Linked DNA regions of Mus musculus: region 1 is linked to region 2. The links are chromatin contacts, called in public Hi-C maps. All regions are on one chromosome and are shown on one strand. Each heading gives the region's core, a stretch centred on a gene start, on an enhancer-like site or on the middle of the called end of the contact. The rest is flanking DNA. Distances are from core to core; before and after follow the strand shown. Region 1 has its middle 6.3 kb from the start of Gm32544. Region 2 has its middle 37 kb from the start of Alg2.

Region 1 (2,700 bases), core at 99-2,598, 210 kb before region 2:
ATTATTTCATAGCAATAGCCACCCAGTACAGAAAACTTAGAAAAGATTTTGCACAACCAGAAATGGGAAAAATTAAAGCCTCCTCTAATTTTACCACCTGGAGACAACTTTATCGCTGTGGTGTTTGGTCTATTTCTCCCTAGGCTTTTTCTCCCCCGCCCCCTATTTTTTGAGAGGGGTGCTTTGCATGTTGAATGTACAGTTCTAGAGTTTGCTTCTATTTGTAAACAATAGATGGGGAACCTCTTAGCAAACGCACAGCTGCCGCATGATGCTCAATGTGTGCCGGGTTAAGCTCTCACTCATATGGGTGTATGACAGCTTACTTAACAAACCTTCCGTTACTGAGCATTTAAATTGACTCCTATCTTTACTGTGAAAACAGCATCTCATAGCTCTATCATTTTGCGTATTCTTAATTATTTTGCCAGGGCACACTCCTAGACATGGGGATGGATTTCTGCTTTGGTTTTTGACAATTTCCCCTTTTTTTTGAAGGTTCCCAACAGCAACCCATGAGTGCGAACATTCACTTGCAGAAGTAAAACAGACCACTTCTTTTGTGTTTCTTTGCCATTTGATTTCTTTTCCTTTGTAAATTAAATAGAGTTCACGTGGTAATGCAATGCCTGGCCCGTAGAAATAAATACTAACTAATGCCATTACTATCAGCACCCTGGACTTTGTTGTAAGGTAGCGACCCTCGGACATTGTAAGTGCCAACCTCAAACCTGTCATTTTATTTACATTTAAACACATTTATTCTATTGACTGGAGCCACACATGTATAAACATTTTTATATGAAGAAATTCATGAGCCTTAATCTTATTCTGCCTCTGGCAACAGAACAGACCTTTCTGCTCTCAGCATATATAAATGTTGCTTAAGTGTTCATCTTATAAAGTCTTTGTGACACCATACATTATATGTAAATCCATAATGCGCCTAGGATTTATATAAAAGGTAGGGTGAAGACCAGAGGCTTTTCCCAAAACAACAAATGGCTTACCTAGTCAACAATGGAGCATTTTTTTCCCAAACTGGAACAGTAATGTTTTTGAATCAAGCTCTGTGAATAGCCCCTTCTGAGTGGAGAGGGATTAATTGCTGCATGTCAGAAGTCAGCATGGGGCCAGTGCTGTTAAACACACTAATGGCTGAGGTGGATGGGGCTCTGGCAAGCAGGCTGCAAGCTTCTCCCTGTCCAGTGGTGACTTAAGTGGGTGACTTAGAGCCCAACATGACAGTGAGGAAAACCAGACAGCCCTCAGTGTCAGCAGGGAGCGTGGCTGTGGTGTGTGGTTGCCATCTGCCTGGAGCCTCACCCAACTCCTTGGCCCTCACAGTGTAAAACCAAAAGTGGAGAGGTCTGGGAATGGCCAGGGCCTAGAAAGGCCACACCCAGAGTCTCCTCCTGCTGAACACTCAGCAGAGGCCTGTGTCCCAGCTTTCCCTCCTACATGATTGTCCTCTCTGCTCCGAGCACTTCCAGAGTGTGCCTGCTTTCCTACATGCCACACTCTGTCCTTTTCTTCAAAGTTCACATTTCAGATTTAAGTGATTCTTCTCTAGAATGTGTTTCTGTGCTATATATGGCTGACCCTCACTGCACAGTGTGTCCACATTTGAACTGTCTGTTGGGAGGCTGAGTTTCTGAACACAGCTCTTAGTCACTACTGACAGCAGTCAAGGCTACCATGGCAATTTGACCCCATGTGTTTTACCTCAATCCTATACGACATCCTGGCAACTGGGAGGGAAAGACCCCAGAAACGATTTGTCGAAGAGGGACAGAGTGGGTCAGAAATAGACCTGGAATTCTATTCACATTTCACGCTTACATAAAAACAGGCCTCATTCAGTGCCCATTCTACCACCTCAGTGACTCCCTTCCCACTCCTGTCAGGGTTTCTTGGGAATCCTTTGCTTTAACAAACCCAGAGATAGCCCAGTCAGTAAAGTGTTTTGCAAGTACCAGGACATCCTCCTCTTGGTTTGTTCTGCCTTCTCAGAACTCAGGGCAGGACCAGATCTGGGACCCATGCAGTACCAATATATATCACCCTGGAATTTTTGTTAATGAAGCCAATGGTCCTCTGGTCTTTGAGGAAATGGTTTGCTTTGGAATGGAGCCCATACACAGGCAGGCAGTCGAAGATGAGAGAGACAGAGGGGATGGGAGAGCTTCTGGATGCTGTGCGAACTTAAAATCCAGCCACCCTAAAGGAAAACCCCTTCAATCCCATGGCCCTGTGAGCTAACAGGTTCTTTTACTTATGTGTGCAAAACATCTGGAGTTGAGTTGCTATCATGTGCAACCCATATAGATCTGAGGCCTTGTGAATCTTTGGTACCCATAGGCAGTATCCACACTGCCTGCCCAGTCCCTGTGCTTCTCACACTTACATTCATGAAATGATTGAGTCAAGACCCCTTATTCCAAGATGTGAACTGTTCCTTGATGAGATTCCAGGCCTATGGAACTTCACCTCGACTTGATCAGGACAACTACAGAAGCATTGCTAGCAGTAAACCAAGTATTGATACCGTAGGTGAGAGTCACAGGTGATGTCTGTCTCACAGAGAACTGATATCATTTGCTGCTCTGTAACCATTCCTTTCCTTTCTATAAAACAAGCCCTTCCCCTGTCTCTAACCATGTTGATGAAATGGAGACTGCCCGTCTTTGTCATATGTGG
Region 2 (2,882 bases), core at 129-2,628:
TAAGGGCCTGGATGCCTGCTGTCAAGCTTTGTCAACAGGCAAAACGCAACTGTGATGCCTCCAAGGAGAATGTGGCAGGAACCCACCTCCCTTTAGAAAGTCACCTGGGGCAGGTTGCTAATGTCAGAATTGTGGGGGTAGCGGAGGCGACTCCACCTTGAGTCGCAGCAGCAAAGGAAGCAGGGGGAGGGGAGGATCCTGGGTAGAGTAGGGAGAGGACCACAGGTCCACAAGGGAGAGAACGGGTGAGCCACAGGCACAACAGAAACAGCTTCACTCTCCAACCTATTGCTGCTTCTTGGACTCCACACTTAAGGATGGGGACAACTGGTGGAATCGATTTATAGACATGTTGATTTACAGATAAACACATGGCGCTTCTTGGCTTGGTTTGTTTTAGAGAAGAAAGACGACTCTGAGAACATAGCTCAATGGTAGAGTAATTACTGAGCATGTGCAAGGCCCTGGTTTCTATCTCCAGCCCTGGAGAGACAGAGACGTGTGTGTGTGTGTGTGTGTGTGTGTGTGTGTGTGTGTGTGTGTGTGTGTGTGCGTGCGTGTGTCTGAGAGAGACAGAGAACACAGAGATATTCTGAATATGATTCTGTTCATCTATATTAAATAAGAGGCTTAAATGTGTGGTTAATGAGACATAGTAAGAGAAAATAAAGACATGAGAAATTGCATGCACTCTATGTCCCTAGAGAACTTCCTTGTCACGATGCTTAGCTGCTCCTCACTTCATCTGCCTCACGTTAGCCTCAGGATCACCGGGTGGGGTCCCACAGCAAGCGATACCATCACATTTCATCATGAAGGCCCAAAGGCTGAGAGCATCAGACCAGGCATCTGAATCCAGTTCTGTCTGCCTAAACCAAGCATCCTCGCACCAAACAAGATATTCCTACACGTTAAAGGCTTGAAAAGCTCTGGAGGTAGAGGAAGGTCTCACCATCCCTCCCTGATCGCCTTCCAAACGCCAGGCGAGAGGGTTGTAGGGTTGAGCTGGCTCTGGGAACCAACGATGTATGTGCAGCTTTCGCCCCCTGGTGGCTGATATGCGAAGTGCTCGACAGTGGAAGAACAAAGGCTGCTAGCGTCCTTCCCTACCGCCCCCCCCCCAACCCCCGCCCCGGAATGGGGGTTGGGGTCCTGGACTTGGCTCTAGCGGCACGATAGACTAATGAGCTGTACATCTGCTCAGGAGGCAGCTGTTGAGTGCCTGACGGAAGGGTCGAGCCTGAAGGAATGAAATGAAAATTTGATTTATGTCGCTTGTTTTGGCAAGCTTTTGGGAAATGACCAGCCAGCAGCGCTGCCCCAGCACTCATGAGGGGTGAAGGGTGAGCGAGTGTCTCCTTGTCGCTCCACCTCACCCTTCAGCTGTCAACGAAGTCGTCCGTGGGGAACTGACTCTTATGCCCCTCCTCCAGGCAGCTGGCTTGTCCCGCCTTTGCTGGAGATGGGGGCGGGGGGCCTTCTGGTTCATCTCTGCTCTGTCTGAAGGGGGCGGGGGGTGCAGCTTCTTATACTTGTTTGAACATACATGTAAGTGTCCTCAGCTCTAGGCATCTGCCAGCTCCAAGCATTCAAAGGGGTCAAAGGGTGTGTCAGCTGAGAGGATGGCCACGCCCGCTATATTTTCAGAGCAGCGGCAATCTCCATGAGGATCGGGCTCCTTTGAGAAAGGTGGCTCCTTAACGCCAGGTCTCCTGGCACTGTGTGGCAGGTGTATGAATGAGGCCACAGGGAAGCTGGGCACCGTGCTCCAGAGCTTGCTTCTCTGCCTGCCTGTCCAATGTTCCCCTCTCCCAGGAGTATTATGGGAAACACCAGTCCAGCGTGTCTTCTCTAGGGCTGGGCTTCCAAGAGAATCAGCCCCGGGGAAGCTCCCTGCTCGTACAGCCTGCCGGAGTGGGAACACTGCCATCCTCCCTCCCTCTGCCCTGCCCCTTAGGGTGCTTCACATATACTTTCTCTGTATTTCATACTACCTTATTGAAAAGGGGAGACATATGTCTCCTGAGAGGCTTTACCTAGGAGCAGATGGAAGCAGACACAAGCATCAGGTGGCCTGTGGGGAGTCCTGTGGAAGAGTAGGGGATAGGATTAAGCCAGCCGGAGTGGTCAAAGACACCACAACTAACCTGGGCCTGTGGGGGTTCACAGAGACCGAACCACTAACCAGTGGGCTGGACCTAGATTCCCTATACACTTGTAGCAGATGTGCAGCTTGGTTTTCATGTGGGTCCCCTAACAACTGAGCTGTCTGACCCTGTGGCTGCCATTGGATCCCCTTCCTCTACTTGGACTGCCTGGTTGGTCCTCAGGAAAAGGGGTGTGTAGTCCATCTAGGACTGGATGTCTCAGGGTGGGGTGGTACCCCAGGGGGCTTTACTTTCTCTAAGGAGAAGATGAGGGAGTAATGGGGGAGAGGGATTTGTAAGGGTGAGACTGGGGGGAGTGGAGGAAGGGGGTTGATCAGGATGCAAAGTGAATAAATAAATTAATAAGAAAGAGAGATTAAAGTGAGTGGCACAGTTGCTTTCTGGCCTTCATGAGGAAAACCTGGGAAGTGAGCTTTGTCTGTCATGTGTGCTTCGCAAAAGCCAAGCTCCTGTCTATGAAAACCACTTAGGAGGTAGGAGATACCTGAGACCAACTTGGAACTCTCAGCTGTCCCCCTGCCTCAGTCTCCCCAGTGCTGGGATTACAGGTGTGAGTCACCACCCCTGGCGGAAGCATGCTTTTCTGCACATGTCCTTCCCATAGACTCCCTCTCCCTGAGGTCATCAAACCATTTATGAGAGGGAAAATGACACGACCTCAGGTTATATTTCCCCTTGAGTGTTTATATTGAATGAGTGAACTAATTAATAACT

Evidence for each region. A called contact is a pair of places that touch in the nucleus more often than the background predicts.
Region 1: a contact with region 2 is called in a Hi-C map of the N1E-115 cell line, with 8 times the contacts expected there. The contact joins two enhancer-like sites. A contact is called at or near these places in 2 of 484 Hi-C or Micro-C datasets (the N1E-115 cell line and nephron progenitors) and 1 of 9 other capture datasets (embryonic stem cells).

What each region holds. Positions count from the first base shown.
Region 1 is chr4:47,643,834-47,646,533 of GRCm38.p6, reverse strand. No RefSeq gene overlaps it. Among named protein-coding and RNA genes, the nearest start is that of Gm32544, 6.3 kb to the right of the region's middle. Within about 2 kb of position 1,348, at least 15 of the 459 cell types and tissues checked have an H3K27ac peak or open chromatin away from gene starts, as enhancers often do. A contact at or near this core is called in the N1E-115 cell line, where this site is marked.
Region 2 is chr4:47,436,352-47,439,233 of GRCm38.p6, reverse strand. No RefSeq gene overlaps it. Among named protein-coding and RNA genes, the nearest start is that of Alg2, 37 kb to the left of the region's middle. Within about 2 kb of position 1,378, at least 180 of the 459 cell types and tissues checked have an H3K27ac peak or open chromatin away from gene starts, as enhancers often do. A contact at or near this core is called in the N1E-115 cell line, where this site is marked.